Regions from separate parts of the Pan troglodytes genome. Here all the other regions are linked to region 2. A link is a contact called in public Hi-C and HiChIP or PLAC-seq data. All regions are on one chromosome and are shown on one strand. Each heading gives the region's core, a stretch centred on a gene start, on an enhancer-like site or on the middle of the called end of the contact. The rest is flanking DNA. Distances are from core to core; before and after follow the strand shown.

Evidence for each region. A called contact is a pair of places that touch in the nucleus more often than the background predicts. HiChIP or PLAC-seq counts read pairs in DNA pulled down with a chosen protein or histone mark.
Region 1: a Hi-C map of stem cell-derived neural progenitor cells shows a contact between it and region 2, with 5 times the contacts expected there. The contact joins the promoter of SMAD1 here to the promoter of ZNF827 in region 2. A contact is called at or near these places in 1 of 7 Hi-C or Micro-C datasets (stem cell-derived neural progenitor cells) and 1 of 1 other capture datasets (stem cell-derived neural stem cells).
Region 3: a contact with region 2 is called in an H3K4me3 HiChIP or PLAC-seq map of stem cell-derived excitatory neurons, with 2.9 times the contacts expected there. The contact joins the promoter of MMAA here to the promoter of ZNF827 in region 2. A contact is called at or near these places in 1 of 7 Hi-C or Micro-C datasets (stem cell-derived neural progenitor cells) and 1 of 1 datasets of contacts at active chromatin or transcription factors (stem cell-derived excitatory neurons).

Annotation. Positions count from the first base shown.
Region 1 is chr3:147,268,558-147,271,257 of NHGRI_mPanTro3-v2.0_pri, forward strand. SMAD1 (SMAD family member 1) reads left to right here and starts at 1,433. Exons shown (of 7, transcript XM_054683412.2): 1 at 1,433-1,578.
Region 2 is chr3:147,726,341-147,729,040 of NHGRI_mPanTro3-v2.0_pri, forward strand. ZNF827 (zinc finger protein 827) reads right to left here and starts at 1,404. Exons shown (of 14, transcript XM_016952308.4): 1 at 802-1,404. The coding sequence starts at 844.
Region 3 is chr3:147,408,679-147,411,473 of NHGRI_mPanTro3-v2.0_pri, forward strand. MMAA (metabolism of cobalamin associated A) reads left to right here and starts at 1,405. Exons shown (of 7, transcript XM_526697.9): 1 at 1,405-1,803.

The DNA of each region.
Region 1 (2,700 bases), core at 183-2,682, 460 kb before region 2:
ACTCTGTCTCAAAATTAAATAAATGCCATTTTTGATTTTTTAAAAATTAACGACTTTAAAATGACAGTTTATAGCTCCTCCTCCCCATTCAGGATCCAATCAAGGTCATATACTGCATTTCATTGTCATGCTTTTTTTTTAATAGCTTGAGGTAAAATTCACATACCAAATGATTGACCCATTTAAAGTGTGCAATTTAATGGCTTTCGGTATATGCACAGAGTTGTGCAACCATCACCAGAAACTAGTTTTAGAACAATTTTGTCACCCCATAACCTTTAGCTGTCACTCCCCAGGTTCCTCATTTCCCCAACCCTATGCAAACCACCAATCTACTTTCTGTCTCCATAGCCTTGCCTACTCTGAGCATTTCACATATGTGGAAGAATACAATGTGTGGTCTGTCTTCTTTCCCTTCACGTTTTGAAAGGTTACCCATGTAGCATGCATCAGTATCAGTACTTCATTCCTTTTTATGGCTGAATAATGTTCTCTTGTATGGGATACTTTATACTATTTATCAAGGGAGGATTTTCAACAGAGGAGTGGCCTGATCCGAGTGGCATTTAACAAGGTTCACTTTCCTGTTGTTCTAAGGAGCAGAGAATGATCAACTGCGTCAAACGCTGCTTTTAGGGAAAATAAGATGAGGCCCACGAATTGACCAGTAAGTGCTCAAATAGGTTAAGGGAAAAAGGAATTTAATTAGAAGACATATTCTGATATACATTGCTGGGAGTGATTTTTTTTTTTTTTTTTTTTTGCTTCATGTGAAATTTATTCCTCAAAAAAAATCATTTTTTCTAAACGTAACTCAACATTATAGTAATTATGCAAGATTTTATGCAGCTTCAAGAGTTAGCCAAGAGAAAAGTTGACTCTTGCAAGAAGATATTTTCAATGTCTATGCAGATCAGGTAGGTAAGAGTTAAGTGCGGGGGAGTTGGCATCATCTAAAAGACTGTAGAAATTGGACCAAAAATGTGGAGTTCTAAAGCAGTATCTCCTTATGGCATGCCATTATTTGGAGCAACAAGGTTACCTACTCGAATCACTGGATCCTGAGTTGACACAAAACGCATCTGTTGACTCAGGGTTTGTATAACCACGTGCAGTATTTACTAGGCTATCCAATTCTGGGTACGTACAACTTCTGGGGCCTGCAAATTATTGGAGAGTGAGTGAGGGGCAACGAAAGATAGACATAAAAGGGCGCGTCTCGAAAGATAACTGTCAACATGCACTCCACGTTTATAGAACGATTCGGTGGGCGCGGTGGAAGCGTTAATGAACATTTCAGAAAATAAACATATGGAACATCGAAATTCACTTGCAGATAATGGACTAAGTCCGCTCCACCGGGACTAAAAAGGCAGGGTTAGGAAAGCCTGAACGCCGCCACACTGTTTTTTCTCCAGGAAGAAACGGGGCGTGGGGCTGCCGGTAGAAGGGGGTGGCTCCGGCCGCTCCCCCGCGCCGTCCTCCGGCCCCGGCCGCGCTGCGCTCACGCGGGCCGGGCCGGGAATTTGGAGAGGATCCCTGGTCGCGCGGCAGCGGCGGCGGCGCGCGGGTGAGCGGGTGAGCGTGTGAGCGGGCGGGCAGGCGAGTGCGCCGGGTATTGGCAGCCGAGGAGTGGAGGCTGGGCAGCTCCGACTCCCTGACGCCAGCGCGACCAGATCAATCCAGGCTCCAGGAGAAAGCAGGCGGGCGGGCGGAGAAAGGAGAGGCCGAGCGGCTCAACCCGGGCCGAGGCTCGGGGAGGGACCCTGGGAGCGGAGAGTGGCGCAGCGCCCGGCCGTCCGGACCCGGGCCGCGAGACCCCGCTCGCCCGGCCACTCGTGCGCCCGCGCGGACGGGCGCGCCGCCAACCCGGTAAAACGAAACAGACCCGAACCGAACTTTCACTTCATGCCGCGTCCCAGCCCTCCCCTCGGCGCCCCGGGCTTTCCAGCGCCGCCGCCGCCGTCTCTGCACGCGTGGGGCCGCCGCGGTCGTGCTGGGCTGGGGGCGCGGGCGGCGGCGGGAAGGGGGCTCTTTCTGCGCGGGGCGGGCCGCGACCCCCCCCCCATGATGGCGCCTCCCGTCTGCTCGGAGGAGCGAACCTGCTACCACGTCTTCTCGCGCCCAGCCCGCCGGGCTCCCCTGGTGTCTTTGTTGGGTCTTCTGCTGTGGGAAGCCCAGTTCCCGGGCCCCCGAGCCTCGGCTCCCGGGCCTGACCGCGCTGGGATCTCCCCGGCCGCGCTCCCCTTCCGCGCGCTCCTCACATCTCTCCTGTGCTGCCGCCGGGCCGAGGCCCGTTCGCGCGGCCCGCGGACCCATTGTGTCCCCCGCGCCGGCGGGGCGACCCCTGCGGGAGCTGGAGGACGACCGCTGGCGCTGCTCTCCAAGGCGCCTGGTGGAGCGGGTCTCGCGGGCGGGGGACCCCGGCGCCCCGGGCCCCTCCACATCCCGCACGGGTTTTCTTCTCGGCCCCAGCAAGCCTCTTTGGGGTCGAGGTCAAGGAAAGTTCGCACCGAGATCCCCTCTAATTTATTCAAAGGTTTGGCGGCGGCGCGTAATTTTTTCCCCCTCTTCCGCCTACACCCGCTGCGTCTCCTGGTGTCTCATTCCTTTCCCTTTACCGGAGTCGATTGCCTCACTGCATGTGTATTCGTGAGTTCGCGGTTGAACAACTGTTCCTTTACTCTGCTCCCTGTCTTT
Region 2 (2,700 bases), core at 154-2,653:
CCCCGCGCCCCGGCGCGCCCCCTCGCCTCGGCGCCGCGGGAGCAGCCGCCCGGCGGCGCGTGTGTACCCGTGTGTTTGTGTGCGGTGCCCCTACACCCTCCCCAGCCGCTCCCGCCTCGCCCGCCCCCGACTCCCCTCCTCCGCCGCCGCCTCCTCCACCTCCGCCTCCTCCTGCTCCAGCCGCCGCCGCCGCTGCCGCCGGCGGCTCGGGGGCCGACCAACCCCGGCGCAACCTTTAGCCAGGGACGGACCTCTCCCTGGATCCTGTACCCGGCGGCTGCTGCGCGCCCTCTCCCTGACACCCCCAAACGCCATGTCACGGCCCCCAGCCCTCCGCGCGCCCCGACCCCCGCACCCTCAGGCGCCGGAATCCACAAGGAATTTTTTTTTTTAAGATTCCAACCTCTCCCACCTCCCCCCACCAAACCCCCGATAAAACCCCCGGCATCCACACTACTCCCCTCCTCCCTTCTCTTGCCCCCTCCCCCCAGCAACCCAGAGTGAGGAGGGGGAAGGGGAGGGAAAGGGAAAAAAAAGCCCAATCTCAAGGAAAAAAAGAGGGGGGGGGTGAGAGAAAGAAAGAAAAAGAGAGAGAGAATAGAAAGGGCACGGGGCTGATCATCACCAACATGGCTGCCTCAGCATAGACCTAAACGAGGAGTAACCCGGGCTGTGTCTTTGTTAGTTTCACCTCTGTAACCCTAAACTAATGCAGAAAACAACGGAGGAGGCTGCGGAGGGGAAAGAGGAGAGGGAGGGCGAGAAAATGGCACGAGAGGAGGTGGAGAAGGGATGACTTACGTGAGGGAAGGCGCTTGGGCTGCTCCTGCTTCCTCCTGGGCATTTTCCCCCTTTTCTCACATTCTCCTCCTTGGTTAATGTGAGATCAAATAAACCCCCGTGGGGGCAGAGAGGCAGACACTGGCAGGAGCGGGGAGGTAGTTGGGGGGCGGGCGGGCGGGCAGGGGGAAACCCCTTCTCCGGTGTGTGCAATGGGTTGAAGCTTGTTTCCTGGAGCCAGAAGAGGGGTTTTCTTCTTTTCTTTCCTTTCTTTTTTCCTTTTTTTTTTTTTTAAATTTTTGGTCGTGCACCTGGCTTGTCCCCGAGCGTAATATTCTTCAATGGAAACGGATCTAATAGGTGTGAGTGTGTGTGTGTCCTATGCTCGCGTGTGTGATGGGAGGTATAAATAAATGAGTGCCAGTGCGGCGGTGTCTATGGCCGCGCTCTGTGTCTCCGAGCCCCTAACACTAATGTCGGGATCAAAGGGCAGCGGCGGCGGCAGCACAGCTCACAGCTCGCTCTCTTGCTCTCTCTCTCTCTTTCTCGCTCTCTCTCCTCTCGCGCTCTCTCTCTCGCTCTCTGTCACACACACACACTCACACACACACAGAGGCACAGACTGAGGGAAAGAGCGAGAGCTACACACACACACGCACGCACACACACACACAGAGCAAAGAGGAAGGTGCCCCAAGGCTCCCAGGGCGGACTCAGCCTCGGATTTACAACCGCTCTGTCTGGAAAGAATGGGGGGCGCGCGTGCGGGGGTGGGATGGAGTTCTTCAAATTTATCCCGCTAGTCACCAAATCTAGGGGGAAAAAAGTTTTTCCCACTCTTTAAACAACGATTAGTTCATTATTTTACTGATTTTTAAAAAGGAAATAAATTTCTCTCTTAACTTTCTTTTGTTTATTAAGCTACATTTTGTTCTGTATGAAATTCTGCAGGCTTTTGTCCCTACCCCATCACCTTAAATCTGGAGGTTATCGTCTCCCACACACTCTTCAAAAACATTCCAAAAAAACTAATTTAAAAAAAATGAAAAGACAACATATGGTGAATCAATAACTTGGTTGACAGTTGACAGAATAAGTGCCCAGTTTTGGAGTGTCCACTGGAGTTAAAACTGAAAAATGCTCCTAAATGAACATTACAGCTACTTGACAAAGAGAGGAAAATAAGATTAGGTCACCCCTGATGGTTGCTTTAACTGCTACGTGATACTCCTAGAGTGCACACAGCAATCTTTACTTCGGAAATTCACTTTTTCCCCTGCTATATACTGCAGGTATATGAAGTTTACCCTGAAGCAATTCCAGTGTGCATTATGAGCCCAATATAGCAGTTTTCATTAACTGATACATACTTTCATTACCTTACAAATCACACATCTTTCTTCAAAGAGAGACATAAAGAAGGAAAATAGAAAAGGACGGGTCTCACTCGAACACAAAAGGTACTTGGTGAAAGAGGACTGTTCTCTTTGTGACTTGCAGTCATTTGGATAAAAGTTCACTCAGAGGTTGTTAATGATTTAAACTCCAAAACCTGCTACTATAATTGAAATAAAAATGGTCTGAAGAAGAGTTGTTTCATAAAACTCTCTTTGTAAGAGGAAACTTTGAACTTAGCAGAATACATTATATGTCATGAGTCAGATGTAGCTAAAAAATAAAAAGGTGCATTATTTAACTACATCTTCCCTTTTTAGCTTTTTTAAAACTCTGACTCATCATCTTATTATGTTAAATATTTTCCTACCAATTTTTAAATAGACCTTTTCATCAAAGAAAGTGGAGGCACAGTAAAGACATAGAACATTAAAATGACACTCTATAAGCCTACATGGATAACTCATGCCTCTTTGAGGTTGAGTTAATTCTTACAACTTCAGTGGTGTTAAAGAGAGCCATGGG
Region 3 (2,795 bases), core at 155-2,654, 320 kb before region 2:
CTTTTTTTATTGTCTTCCTTATTAACCTTATTGAAAAGTCCGAACAAATCACATTCAGAATTTATCTGAGTGTTTCCTCACAATCAGATTCAGGTTAAACATTTTTGGCAAGAGCTCTACAAAGGTGTATTTCCCATAGTCTCATAATGACAGGTTCATATTTTCGCCAGTATTGGTGATGCTAGCAATTTTTTTCCCATGAAGCATCTATTAACATTTTGCAAAACACTAATGTTCCATGGAAATGTGTTCCCTAAGCTGTACTGTTTAGAAAACTTCTGAATAAAAAAGTGACATGCATGAAAGTGTTTGAGTTTGTAGAACGAAAAGCAGGTAAGGATTAACTCAATTTTAAAATTAACAAACTTCTTCACTTCTAAGGTAGCACAAACTGAGCTTTCATCAAACGTAACCCTTTCCGAAACAATTGTTCAGATGAGCAACGCCAAGTTTAAAGAAAGGAAGTAAACCGTCTCAAGAACTGTCATTCTGTTTGTGTTCAATAGGCTGAGATTTGAAAGGTCTGATTCTATGTTCTTTCTACTAGATCCTCGGCTTCATTTAGACTTGTGCTTAATTTTCTGTCATTGGCTATTGAGTCTACAATCTTTGGAGTAAAAGTGGTAGTCTTTTGGTCCAAATAGTAATAATGAAAATGGTGAGACCAGTAATTCATTTTTTATTATTCTGTATTCAGTAAGAATCAACCTGTATCAAATAGCTGAAAAGGCCTGAAGCCTCCCAAATGCATATCATTACACAAATTCTGTGTGAGGACTGACATCTTGGTTTCATATACTAATTATACTGCATGGGCCCCATTTATAACCATATCTACTCGTCATTTCATCCTGGCTACTGCCGATGGATGCTATCTTTATCACATTATAGCAAACATTTGGGTGATTTTTTCTCAAAAATTCTAGATTAGCATACAACGGCTTTACTACTTACACGTTATCTAAGACGTTTTTTAAGAATTAGTTACTACTCCGCCCACGCAGTGAGGTAGCAAATATTATGCCTGTTTATTTTCATCTCCATTTCAGGCTTGTGCGCCTTTCCCCCCTCGGGACTTCCCGAGGACACCCCTGCAGCAGTGAGCCCGAGTCCTGGCTTTGGCTGCATGTTAAGAAATATTAATCAAAATGAATGGGTGCCCTTTAAGAGAAAAAAACTGTGGGTCCTTCAGCCTTTAAAAACCATGCCGTGGTTTAAAAACTTAAAACTATATTTCGGCAGAACGCTGAGCATTTCTTCAAATCACTCTGAGAAGCTTGAGTGTCTTTAATTTCACCGGTCTGTCAAACGTAACGCGTCTCTCCCTCACCCCACATTTTAAGTTTCCAAGGAGCGGAAGAAGGGCCTCCGGGGGTCCCGGCCGCCGCAGGCTGCTGGGGGTGAGGGCACGACTCGGCCTCCGTCCGACTCGAGGGTGTCGCGAAGGCCAGGAGGGAACGAAAGTTACCCTCGAACTTCGGAGGCGAAAGATTTCATGTGGATCTTAAAAAGGGCAAAACCTACCCCAAAGGACGTAAACCGCCCTCCCCTCCCCCGCCAGAGAACTTCCCGGCGCAGAGCTTCCGCAGCCTGCTGCAGGCCGGGAGACCTTCACGCTCACTCGCTCTCCGCCACACGCCGGAACTGCGCGGCCACGTCCACGGGGACCCTGGCCATGCCCCGCACCGCCACCCGGCCCCAGGCGATCCCCGGGCCCCACGCGCCTGCAGTCGGCGCTGCGCCTGCGTGGGAGGATCCGGCGGAAGGGGCGGGGTCAGGTGGCACTTCCGTGGCTTCGGGCGGGTGAGTATGGGGAGTGCGCGCGGCGTCCAGGAGTCGGGACTGGGCTCCCGCCTACGGCCGCCCTCCCGCCGGGGGGCCAGCGCGGTCCTCCGGGGCGCCCCCTGGAGGATTTGGGGTGGGGGAAGGAAAAGGAGAGTATTATCGAATATTCTCCTAATATTGATGTTAGGGGTGCGGATATGTGTGGACAGGCAGGAGTCGGCAAATGGGTTCAAATGGAAGGTTTAACAAAAAAAGGCCCTGTACGTAAACAGTGTTTTAAAATTCTCATCTTGGTTAGGTTTCTCAGGTTATCTCTGAGCCACAGCAAGGCAGCTTTGTTAAGGTGGCTCTTCCCTTGTCGCTGCCAAACCCGGTAAATGGTTAACCTGAGGCCGCGTCAGAGAAAGCCACTATGACTCCTACCAAAGAGTGAAATTGAAACTCTTTTCCGGGAAATAAAATCCAGGATATAAAAGTTGGATTCAAACTAAAAGTTACAAACAGTATCTAGGTTCCGTCACATGGCGTGCCGGGCAGGGCCTAAATCTCTTTCAGCAGAGGGCATGCTGTCTTCATATGTATTTCTCATTAGAAAATGAAAGACGACCTAAACCAAAATAATATAAAAATTTTGTATTATCTGTCTTAAGAGTTGTACCCTAATCCATATGTTTAGAAAACATAAACTAATAAAACTTTTCCAACTTGGTAGAAAGCCAAAAGTTTCCAGAAAAACTGTGTGGATTATTCAGCATTTTGCTGTTGTCTACAATGTTCAGAATATTCTTTTACAATAATTTTGCACTAAATACCGGTTTGTGTTCAGGGTAACAAGAGGTTTTTAAAAAGTCAAAGACAAGGACAGGTTTTTTAAGGGCTGTATTCTATTAGGAGAGACAAAACTAGCATGAAAATTTACATATCCATAAGAAATGTAAATCACCATTTGAGATATTTGAAGATGTCAAAAGAAAACCTTTATTTAGAATGGAAAGAGCTGGTGAATGCTC